3 separate regions of the Mus musculus genome follow, and all the other regions are linked to region 1. Evidence: chromatin contacts called from public Hi-C and Micro-C data. All regions are on one chromosome and are shown on one strand. Each heading gives the region's core, a stretch centred on a gene start, on an enhancer-like site or on the middle of the called end of the contact. The rest is flanking DNA. Distances are from core to core; before and after follow the strand shown.

What was found. Hi-C and Micro-C count contacts between places; a contact is called where the count stands out from the background.
Region 2: a Hi-C map of neural progenitor cells shows a contact between it and region 1, with 5 times the contacts expected there. The contact joins two enhancer-like sites. A contact is called at or near these places in 4 of 484 Hi-C or Micro-C datasets (cortical neurons, granulosa cells, nephron progenitors and 1 more).
Region 3: a Micro-C map of granulosa cells shows a contact between it and region 1, with 2.6 times the contacts expected there. The contact joins two enhancer-like sites. A contact is called at or near these places in 4 of 484 Hi-C or Micro-C datasets (cortical neurons, granulosa cells and nephron progenitors).

The regions. Positions count from the first base shown.
Region 1 is chr1:137,219,107-137,222,556 of GRCm38.p6, forward strand. No RefSeq gene overlaps it. Among named protein-coding and RNA genes, the nearest start is that of Gm25609, 5.2 kb to the left of the region's middle. Within about 2 kb of position 2,180, at least 19 of the 459 cell types and tissues checked have an H3K27ac peak or open chromatin away from gene starts, as enhancers often do. A contact at or near this core is called in cortical neurons, granulosa cells and neural progenitor cells, where this site is marked.
Region 2 is chr1:137,090,383-137,093,704 of GRCm38.p6, forward strand. No RefSeq gene overlaps it. Among named protein-coding and RNA genes, the nearest start is that of Gm25609, 120 kb to the right of the region's middle. Within about 2 kb of position 1,604, at least 16 of the 459 cell types and tissues checked have an H3K27ac peak or open chromatin away from gene starts, as enhancers often do. A contact at or near this core is called in neural progenitor cells, where this site is marked.
Region 3 is chr1:137,073,413-137,076,860 of GRCm38.p6, forward strand. No RefSeq gene overlaps it. Among named protein-coding and RNA genes, the nearest start is that of Nr5a2, 110 kb to the left of the region's middle. Within about 2 kb of position 1,514, at least 46 of the 459 cell types and tissues checked have an H3K27ac peak or open chromatin away from gene starts, as enhancers often do. A contact at or near this core is called in cortical neurons and granulosa cells, where this site is marked.

The DNA.
Region 1 (3,450 bases), core at 930-3,429:
TCTGCTCACTCTGCCTTGCTCTCTTAGTCCCGCATGCAGAGGAGCTGGTTCTACTATCCACCCTCAGCAACAGTATGGACACGGCAGACCTGCTGGGGAACCCAGGACGAAGCCAGCCTTGACGCAGGCTGATGTGGGAATAATCTGTATTTCTGAACTATGCTGACTTGACATGTGCTGAGCGTGTCCCCAGCTTTTGTTAAAAATCTTCTTTTTCTTTTCATGTGAATGTGTACACGTGTACAGTGCCCGGCGAGTCTAGAAGATGTCAGAGTCACAGATGGTTGTGAGCCATCTGACGTAGGAATTGAACTCCCATCGTCTGCAAGAATAGATTACCTTCCAAACTGCTGAACCATCTCTTCAGCCCGTGAGTGGCACTGCGAATGTGGCAATCTTAAAAAAAAGGGGGGGGGGGAGAAAAAGAAAAGAAAAGAAAAACAATTTCAGTTTACATTTAGATGAGAAACCTGGTAAGTCACATACAAACCAGCCATAGAGAATTAACGATGCATGCTTAGTTTCATTTTACAGAAAAGGGACTGGAAGGGGCAGAGAGGAAGGAAAATCTAGGGGTTTGACCTAAGGAACCAGGCTGCATCCTTTAGAGCCTGGAGGTAATGGGCCAGAACCTTTGCTCACCACCTTAGAGAACCCCTCTGAGGATTAGCCTACAGGGCCACTTTCTAAGTATTGAGGTACGTTGCTGCTGCCTGGCCTGCCAATGCCTGGCTGGCCACACCTGTGGCCTGGTGAGTCCCCCCTTCTGCTGTCCTATTGTCAGATGACAGCTTGAGTCACCGTTGTCTGCTATTTCCAAAGCAGGGTACAGAGAGTCTACTGCAGTGGACACACTGTCCATACTAACACTGGCCATGTCACATGAGCCAAAAACACATGGAAAAGAGGGACAAGTGACCCTCATCTAAAACATACAAACAAACGAACAAACGAACAAACGAACAAACAAACAGCAACACCCTAGACAACACTGGGTCATCTTTCCTCAAAGATCAGGAAGGTGCTCTTATTCCAGAGATCAAGGTTCAAGCCAACCAGACACCTCCTTTCTATGTTGGTGGCCTTTGTTGATACTGTCCCCAAACTTTGGTTTTAATCCTCTTGAGTCTTGTTTATCCCAATAGAGCAGTTGTTAAATGCAACTGCTCATTTTCACATGCCCCAGAACTACAATTCTCAAAATACTGTCCAGGGAGCCAGGGTCAACAGTATCAGGGAACGCACATTCTCAAGGGGCCCCTGCACCCTGCTGAAGCCCATGCGCAGTAGCCTCCCCACCATCGGGTCTTCCAACCCCTTTGTGCTGATAGCCACAGACCGGGCTCGTGTCTTTGTCCACTGTATCTAATCATGATTTGTGGCCATTCACTAACTTAAATGACAGCGTGGGAAGGAGAGACATTTACATTAATTAAATATTGTCCTCATTTAATCTATTGAGTTGTGACTGAGGGAGCTCACACAGAGGTCAAGAGTAGTGACAGGAAAGCTTGCTGCCACCCCAGTACCCCAGGAACAGGAGGGGTGGGGGCGGCAACGGTGGCGGGGGTGGGGGTGGGGGTGGGGGCTAGTACCAGGGTGGGTCAGTAGGAAAGGGCAGATCCAGAAAAGCCATGGCTAGTGTCTTTAATGGGGTTTCTCTGGGAACAGTGAGGCAGGAGAGGGAAAGAGCTTAGGTCAGGCTAAGCATGAGCATCTTGGATGGGTTCTGGGCCATAGGGTAGCCTTTGTTAGCCCTAAAAGATGGCTAGGTCTAGGAGGTACAGCTTGTCTCTCATCAACAACTTTTAAAGATGTTAAAAAAAAAATAGATGGAAAAGAAAAACGAACACGGTCAATACAAGTGTGTGCCAGGTATTGTGCTAGAGATAACGGCAGCCCTATAGGGTTGGTATCATCTTAACATTGTATAAATAACGAAGGTGAAGTCAGCGAAGGTGAGTGAGTGGTCCAACCTCACACAGGGCAGAGTTTAGGACCAGCTTGACTTTGGAAGTCCTTTCAGACTTCGGAAGGTAAAAAAATCAGTGCTTGGGGTTTCCTCTAGGAGCCAAAGGTGATAGTCAAGGAGCGGCAGACAGGAAGTGACGTGATAGGGGAGCTTAGTTCTCCAGCTTGTTAGCAGCCAAGGAACTATGGGTCAGGAGGGGGCACCTCTTAGAGAGCCACAGCTGCCAGGCATTCTGCCTCGCTTGCCAGTCGGGGAGGCTTGGGTGTCCATCGCTACATTTCTCACAGCCAAGTTTAAAACAATTTCAAGGAAGCAAAGTATTCAATTAGAGATGGTTGAGGAAACCAGGCACGTATCATCTGTGTCGGCAGGAAAAAAAAAAAAAAAAAAAAAGAAAATATTTAGCTTTTGCAAGCTGTGAGCACTTAACGCCCCGCAGGATGGTATTGCCTCACGGAAGCGCAAAAGAATCCACTGAATACCTCAGAGAGATTAATTTCCCTAGGAAGAAAAATAAAACAAAGGAAGAGCCTCAGATCACATTTAAATATTTCCTTGCCAAGGCTTGGGGGAATTCTAGCGTTCCTCCCTCGCAGAGGAAAGCTTTTGTGCCTGGGAAAAGGGCAATGGGGACCCGGGGTGCCTGGGAGGATGGAGGCGAGGGAGGGCTGGCCTCTAGAGGAAGGGGCGTTTCAATAGCAGCACAGGTGCAACTGTTTGGAGTGAGTGATGGCTTTACAAATGACCCTGGCACAGAGCAGAGGAAACCCAAGGAGAAGATGAATTGAATTACAGCTCCAGCGTGGATACATTTGATTTTTGCCGCGGCGTCTAATGGATTGTGGGGCTGGCTGACCAGCTGGGGGAAGGTCAGAAGACCGAGGAAATGGGAGGGGCTAGTGATGAGCAGTTTTCTGGACCAACCGACCCGGGATAAGCTTTAGGTTGTGGGTTTTGGGACGGAGTGTTTGGAGTAGGAACGACCTCTGGTCGTAATCTCCTTTATCTGTGAACACTAATTGTGTTTCACGCTAAGACACTGCCAATCTCTGAGTTCACTTGAACACAAGGGAAGGCAAGATGGGCTAAGGGGTAACATATTCACCTTATTTTCTAAGACACATTCACATTGCTAAAGAGAATTAATAGTTTTTCACTTCAACTGAAAACATGATTTGTTTTTAGAAAAATTGACATCATATACTTTTTCTATGGCACTCCCCACTGCTGTGATATTTTCCTTATGCATATTTTATCATGCATACAAAATTTTCTAATATTGTCAATATGACTTCATATTTCCTTAGAATGTTAATCAAATCAATTGAGGAGTGTGATCACCTCACTACTCAGATACTTAATTAATTTCTTAAAAACATGAATTTATCTTTAGATAATTAAAAGTTTTAGTCATCCAGTTGCTCGGTTTTTATTTAGTTACTTTCTCATTTCCCCTCTTTTAATTCTGTCCGTGTAAA
Region 2 (3,322 bases), core at 354-2,853, 130 kb before region 1:
ATGGAAACATTTTGCAAAACTCTAGTAAAAATTTACAACCAAGACCCTGACATTTATAGATTCAAGACACTATTTCCGCCTCTACAAGCCTCCTTCCTCCTCTGTCTTTGTGTAGCCAGACTTACTGCCATTCATTTTTACCCCTCTGAAATTTCTAGCAACCGTTAATTATTTTCTCCATTTCTGTAATTTTATCTTTTCAAAAACGGTCATATAAATGTAACTGCACAGCATGTATGTAACCTATTGGAGTTAGGTTTCCTGTTGATAATAGTTTTGTTGTTGTTGTTGTTGATTACGATCCCTCCAGGTTTGTGTCCCCAGTTTGTTCCCTTTGATTCCTGACTGGTGTCCTGAGGTGGACTACAGGTCATATGATTGTTCTCCTCATTAGGGAATCTGTTTTCCTACTTTGTTTTTGTTGTCATAAATAAACTGCTAGATGCCTTTGCATATAAATAGCACATAAATAGAGATGTAGATAGCTAAGTGTGTAGTTCCTGGGTCACTTTGCAGTTTCATGGTTAGTTGTCTAAGAAACCAGCAAGGTGTCTTTCAGAGTGTGTTCATTCAGCAGCTTCCACCAGCATGGAGGAGGCACAGAAGTGTCATGTTTCTAGCATTTCATGGTGACAGGATCTTTATTTTGGGCATTTGTTTTCTCTTTTTTTTTTTTTTTTTTTTTTTTTTGGGGAGGGGGCAGGGATGTGTGGGCAGGATCTCATTGTATAGTTTTGTCTTGCCTGGAACTTGCTAGGTAGATCAGGCTAGCCTTAAACTCACAGCAGTTCTCCTTGCAGCTGCCTTCTGGATACTGAGATACTTAGTAGCATGTGCTACTAGACCTAGCAACATACCTGCCCTGTGTGTGTGCATGTGCATGCGTGTGTGCGTGTGCATGTGTGCATGTGTGCATGTGTGCGTGTGCGTGTGCGTGTGTGTGTGTGTGTGCATGTGGAGGTTAGATGCTGAGGTTAGATAGCTTCTTTTGTTGCTCTCTACCTGGATACAGGACTCTTGTTGAACCCAGAGCTGACCAGTTGACTAGATTGCCTGGGCAGCAACTTCTGGGTATCTGTATCTCTGCTTCTCACCTCTTCCCTGGATTAGAGATGCATGTCATCATGCTCAGATTTTACATGAACTCTGAGGATTTGAGAACCTCATGCTTGCTTGGCAGGCACTGTTCCAACCAAGCCATCTCCTCGCCCCAAATATTTCATCCTTTGGAGGGAGAAAAAAATGGTATTTTAAATCCAAACATTCACGTGTCTATTGATAATATATAGATATACTGGTTTTTTTTTTTTAAGTTAAAAATTACCTTAATTTGGTTCCTGTGAGAGGTCTGCATGTGTTTAGGCTTAGGGTGGATGCCAACTGACATCTTTAAGGAGCCAAATCTCTCCTTCCAGTGTGTGAGTGTGAAGGGGCAGCAAGCGTCCTTCCCCTGCTGAGCCATCTCGCTTGCCCACCGTCAAATTGTATACTCATTGTCTATCTGGAAACCTTGCGGAACTCGGTTTGGTTGTAGGACTTTTCTCCTAGACTCCCTGAAGCTTTCTGTGTGGAAATCACGTTGCTTAGCAACAGGGATGCTGATGCCTATCCTCTTGCCTGTCATTTGTTTCTTTTTCTAGCTGTCCCACAGGAGTGAGTGCTAGGGTGACTCAGCGTTGTGGCCGCAGGTTTTCTCCTTTTGTCCTCTTCAATATGGAAGTCTCCAAAATGGACGTTTTAGTCTGAAGACTTTTTAAATTTTATTTACAACTTCTCCTAGATGCCCAGGAAATAATAGTTTCAAACATTAGAACTTTCCCCTGTGATCCCTCACTCTCTTTTACACAAGAACAAGAACATTTGAAATGAAATAAAAGTTCCAGAATAACTTGTAATATTTTTACTATAGTATTTTAGGTTGTCTCTGTATTCTTAACATAACCCTCATTAATTATTAGTTAATTCTGCGAGGGAGGAGGGCATTATAAGTAATGACATGGATTTTTGCCTGCCAGGTAATGCTTAAGAGTATTTTGCATCTAAACATTATTGAAGTTGCTCACAAGGGACGGATAACTTAATATTGACACAACCTTAAATAAATTGAAAAGGCATAAATCAGAGTAATGAGATTCAAAAAGCTGTTAATATTAATGGAGAAACCTTTGGGGAAGTATAGAACAAAATCAAAGAATCTAGGAGCCCTAGATGAAAACGATGAGACCAGTTAATGATTAAAAAATTAGTTTTTTCAACTTTTTAAAGCCACACTATTCTAAGTTCTTAGAAACAGAACATATCTGTGCAACTGATCTTTGGAAAAATGGAATGGGGACTTTTTAGAGAAAAGTGTCAAAGTTTGCCAAGAATAAAGTGTAGTTATTCTGGTTTTGCATATAAAGAATTAGATACTGTTATACTTAATTTTTGAAATAAGAACCTGAGATTTTCCTCCAAATAATTAGTAATAAGCAGTATATGTATATCATGGGTGCACAAATAATTAGTAATAAGTAGTATATGTATATCATGGGTGCACAAATATGTTTGTGAGTGTCTATATAAATGTACACATGTGTTATATGTATACATGTATGTAATTGAGAATTCTTAGTATTTATTATTATCAAACTTTACATATACTGTGAAAGGACATAATTTGTGTATATTAGGAGTTGTGACTTTAAAATTAAAGAAAAGAAATAAAGCTAGAGAAAAACAAAGACATGCAAGAAAAAACAAGACATGCAAGAAAAATGATTTTGTAAGACATATTGACAAAAGACCTTGAATGATGTTGTGGGATAATCTTCTTTGGAGAGTTGAAGCTATAGTATACTTGTTGGGTATAGAACTATGTTTTCTTGAGTCTGAACAACAACAATAAAAAAAACCCCCCAAAATTCAGCTGCTATTTTTGTTAAGTTCTGTTACTATCAATGTTTTCAAAGTATTAAGAGTACAATTCAGTTGTATGACTTTTGCATGCGTAGTCCTGGATCCAGTCACTGCAACACACACACATACATACACACATACACACATACTCTCACACACATTGCATATACACATGTGCTTGTGAAGAAAAAATAGATTCAATTGAACTAATGGGGATTTTGAAGAGCAATCTTTTTTTTCCATTTTTATTAGGTATTTAGCTCATTTACATTTCCAATGCTATACCCAAAGTCCCCCATACCCACCCACCCCCCACTCCCCTACCCACCTACTCCCCCTTTTTGGCCCTGGTGTTCCCCTGTACTGGGGCATATAAAGTTTGCAAGTCCAATGGGCCTCTCTTTGCAGTGATGGCCGACTAGGC
Region 3 (3,448 bases), core at 264-2,763, 150 kb before region 1:
GAGTGCTTACTGTGCATACATGGGTTTCCTAAGGCACACTTTGACTTGTCTTTTGAGATCCTCAGCATCCTATAATGTTTTGTAGACAAGAAATTCAAAGAGATAACCAATGGGGGACTCTGTGGGGTGGACCCCAGCGTGCTGAGTGCAGTGTGTACCCTTACTGTACTGTATGAGAGTCTATAGTGTCATTGTAGAAGAAGTTAAGGACCATGGACACACTCAGTGGTAGAGGACCCATGTGTTTAGTATTCTCAGGGCCCTGGGTTCAATCCTCAGCACCAGCACAAAAGCAACCAAGCCCCGAACCAAATCAACTCAAGGAAAGATGGTGGTAGAGATAAACCAGCACTGCTTCTCATCGTTTCCGCATTTTCTTATGCACCTCTTAGGTTTTTGAGACTCTCTACCCGATGGGTACCAGATTTCTTCCAACTAGAACATTCTGGAGGTGGAATTCCACCTCGGGTACAACCAAAGCCAACTTTCTAAGAAGTAGCTCTTCTCTTCTCCTGGGAGGGAGCAAGTTTCCCTAGGCAGACTGCCTAGTGGTGCCTTGGGAAGGTAAGGTCCTCTGCCCTCACAGCTTGCTCTCTGTGAGGGGGATGGGAACGTGTCTCCTTCCTAGCCCTGAGAGTGGGCCACAGAAGTATGGTCTCTGGGAAACCGCCGCCCACTCGATGGTCTGTGATGTGTTGAAAGCAGCTTGTTGGGGGAGATCAGGGGGGAGATTAGTGGTGGAGGGAAGGAAGCCGGCTCTTGAATTTCTATGTCGTCAAAAGCAGCTATAGGGCTGACAATCTTGGGCAGCAGGAAATGGAACATTATTTCTGAAGAGAGCTTCCTGTCTCCAAAAGTCAAACTTTATCCACTCTGCACACTTCCCTCTGGAGCTGGGGGGCTTCCTAGGAATGAAACACCCTTGTGTAGTGTCGCATGTCCCTCTTTGCTCAGGGGTCTGAGACAGGAACCATTTCTCAGGAAGCTCTCTGGGAGAAGGCACAGGGCAGGACAGGAGGTTATCTTTCTGGGAATGGAATGTTCTTTTCTCATCATTTTCCTGATCTGTCCTTAAGCTAATTGACTGCTCATTTTTATTGGGTACTGACTTTCAGGTTTGAACCAAGTCTCCCAAAGTCCACAGACATTACACCAACTCAACCATCTGCAAACCTTTTTTGAGGTAAGTGGGTTGTAAGGGCAAAGTATAAGGAAAGATAGGAGTTCAGAATGTATTAAAATTAACCCTATGAAAAGATATTAAACATTACAAATATGTGTATGTTACTACAAAATATGCTTTTAAGAAAAAGGAACAAGGAGTCTTGTATACTTTTTCCAAGAATTTTATTAGCCTATTCCTATTCTCCTTTTCCCCCCTTTGTTTTAAACCATTTCCCCTTCATCTTTCATAGAGACAGATGGTTTCAGCTATGTTCAGTAGCTTCTAGCCTCTGCGTTGCTATGCAACAGAACGCATCCTATCTGCGTCCTTTCTCTGTCGTATCCAGTTTCCGTTGACAACTCAAAATAACTAGCCGAGTGCTTCGGCATTCTACTTCCTCCTTGCTACTGAGTTGAATACCTATCAAGTATCTTCCGGGGCTTCCTATCTCTTCCTGTTACAGCCTTGAAAAAAAAGTGTTTGCCCCAAATTGATTCTCCTCATCGCTTCCTATTTACATCAGCCCACTCAGCTAAGGCAGGCAAAACATATCAGAATGAGTCAGGCAGCTGTTGGCCCATGGGGAGGGGGGATGTGTCAGTCAGTTGTGTGATATTTGAAACCAAGATTTTGTTGTGTGTTTTTTTCCTTTTTCTTCTTTCCTTTTTTTCTTTCTTTCTTTTTTTAAATGTCAGATGTATAGTTCTTTGTATTCCTTTTTATCAGGATGCTACTCCCTAGCAGATACTAGAGTGTAAAAAGGAAAATATAAAGGACTCTTCTCTGGGCTTAAGGAAGGGCAATACACTTCTTCCACAATGAGAAGACAACAGAGGTCATGAGAGTGTTCTGCTTTTGAGTCTAGGGAGTGGAGAACAAATGGGAAATTTTCCTCCAGATGGGAACAAAAGCATGCCTTTAAGACCGTAGGTCATTCTGGGCTTTTTATCTCTATTTGTTTACCATGAGATGATTAGACCCATGTATAGATTCTTCTAAACCTCATTTCATGCCTCTTTAATTCACACCATTTTTCTTAGCTCTAGAAGTCACAAATCTCAAATAATTAGAGCAAACTCCCAACTAAGTAATCAGTGGGTGTTCAATGGGCAAGTGCTTGCATTCCCGTTACAGCCACGGAGGAAAGTCACGTCTATCAAGCCTTACTCTGCAGTGATTCTACACTTCACTTTCTCAAGCAGAGTCTAGTGTCAAGTGGCAAACATAGATGCGCTTGAAAGTTCAGAGAACACGTGATTCACGTCAAAACTCTCAAATCTTGAAAAAACCAAAGACGCTGCCATATTGTATATTTGGAATGAAGCAGACACAAACTCAGTTATGATGCTGTGGGGGTTCTTTCATGTTCTGTTTCAGTGCCCTTCAGTGGAAGCGAATTGTGTGGGTTGCTCCCTTCGGGTGTGCCCACTGACACACTTTCCTAGGACTTATTTTGGCATCAAGTATTCTACTTGGAGTTGTAAATTCCTGACACACTGGCTGTGGTGTGGGCACCTTATGCTCATTGATAACGTTGTTGTTTCTGCTGATTTTTCCTTGGCCTCTTCTTGCCTATAGAAGGTTCTAAGGGCATCTGTGATGCTCATCAGAACAGAAGATCACTGTGGCCAGGCTGTGTATTACATGGCTTACCTGGAGGTCAGAACTCTGAGCTGCTGCTCAAGATGACAAAGGAGCCAAGTCATATAGTAAGCTCAAGTTCTGTAGCACCGTGCTCTTTTAAAGGTCCTGAGGGCTCTTATTACCAACAGGATCTTAATATTGCTGTGCCACCACTTATGGTCTTCCAGTGTACTGATCATTTTATGTAGGAACCAGGATAAAGTGAGAAAACAACCTGTACAAAGCAAGCACCGACAGCTTGAACGCAGTGGTCACTAGGCTTCGGATGAAGCCACCCCGCTGCTTTCCTCTTTGACTACCTATGACTGTCTCTGTTTGATGTTGAGGTTCTTATATCTCTTACTAGGCAGAAGTCATGTTCTTTGGTAACATAAGAAAGACTGGAGAGGAGCTTGGGATGTGTTGGTTGTGTTAGGAAATATTCCTTCCTAGCCACAATTTTGTGGTTCAATTTTCCAGTCAGCTATGAATATTAAAAAAGGAAAATTCCAGAGATATGCAACTCATATTTTAAAACTGTGTGGTGTAAGTCTAATGTGGTGAGATCCCTTGCTGTCCTCTGTCCAGCATAGTGTAGGAAGAGCACATGAATCTTCCCTTGATCCATATGTCCATGCCATAACCACCAACCTACTGCTT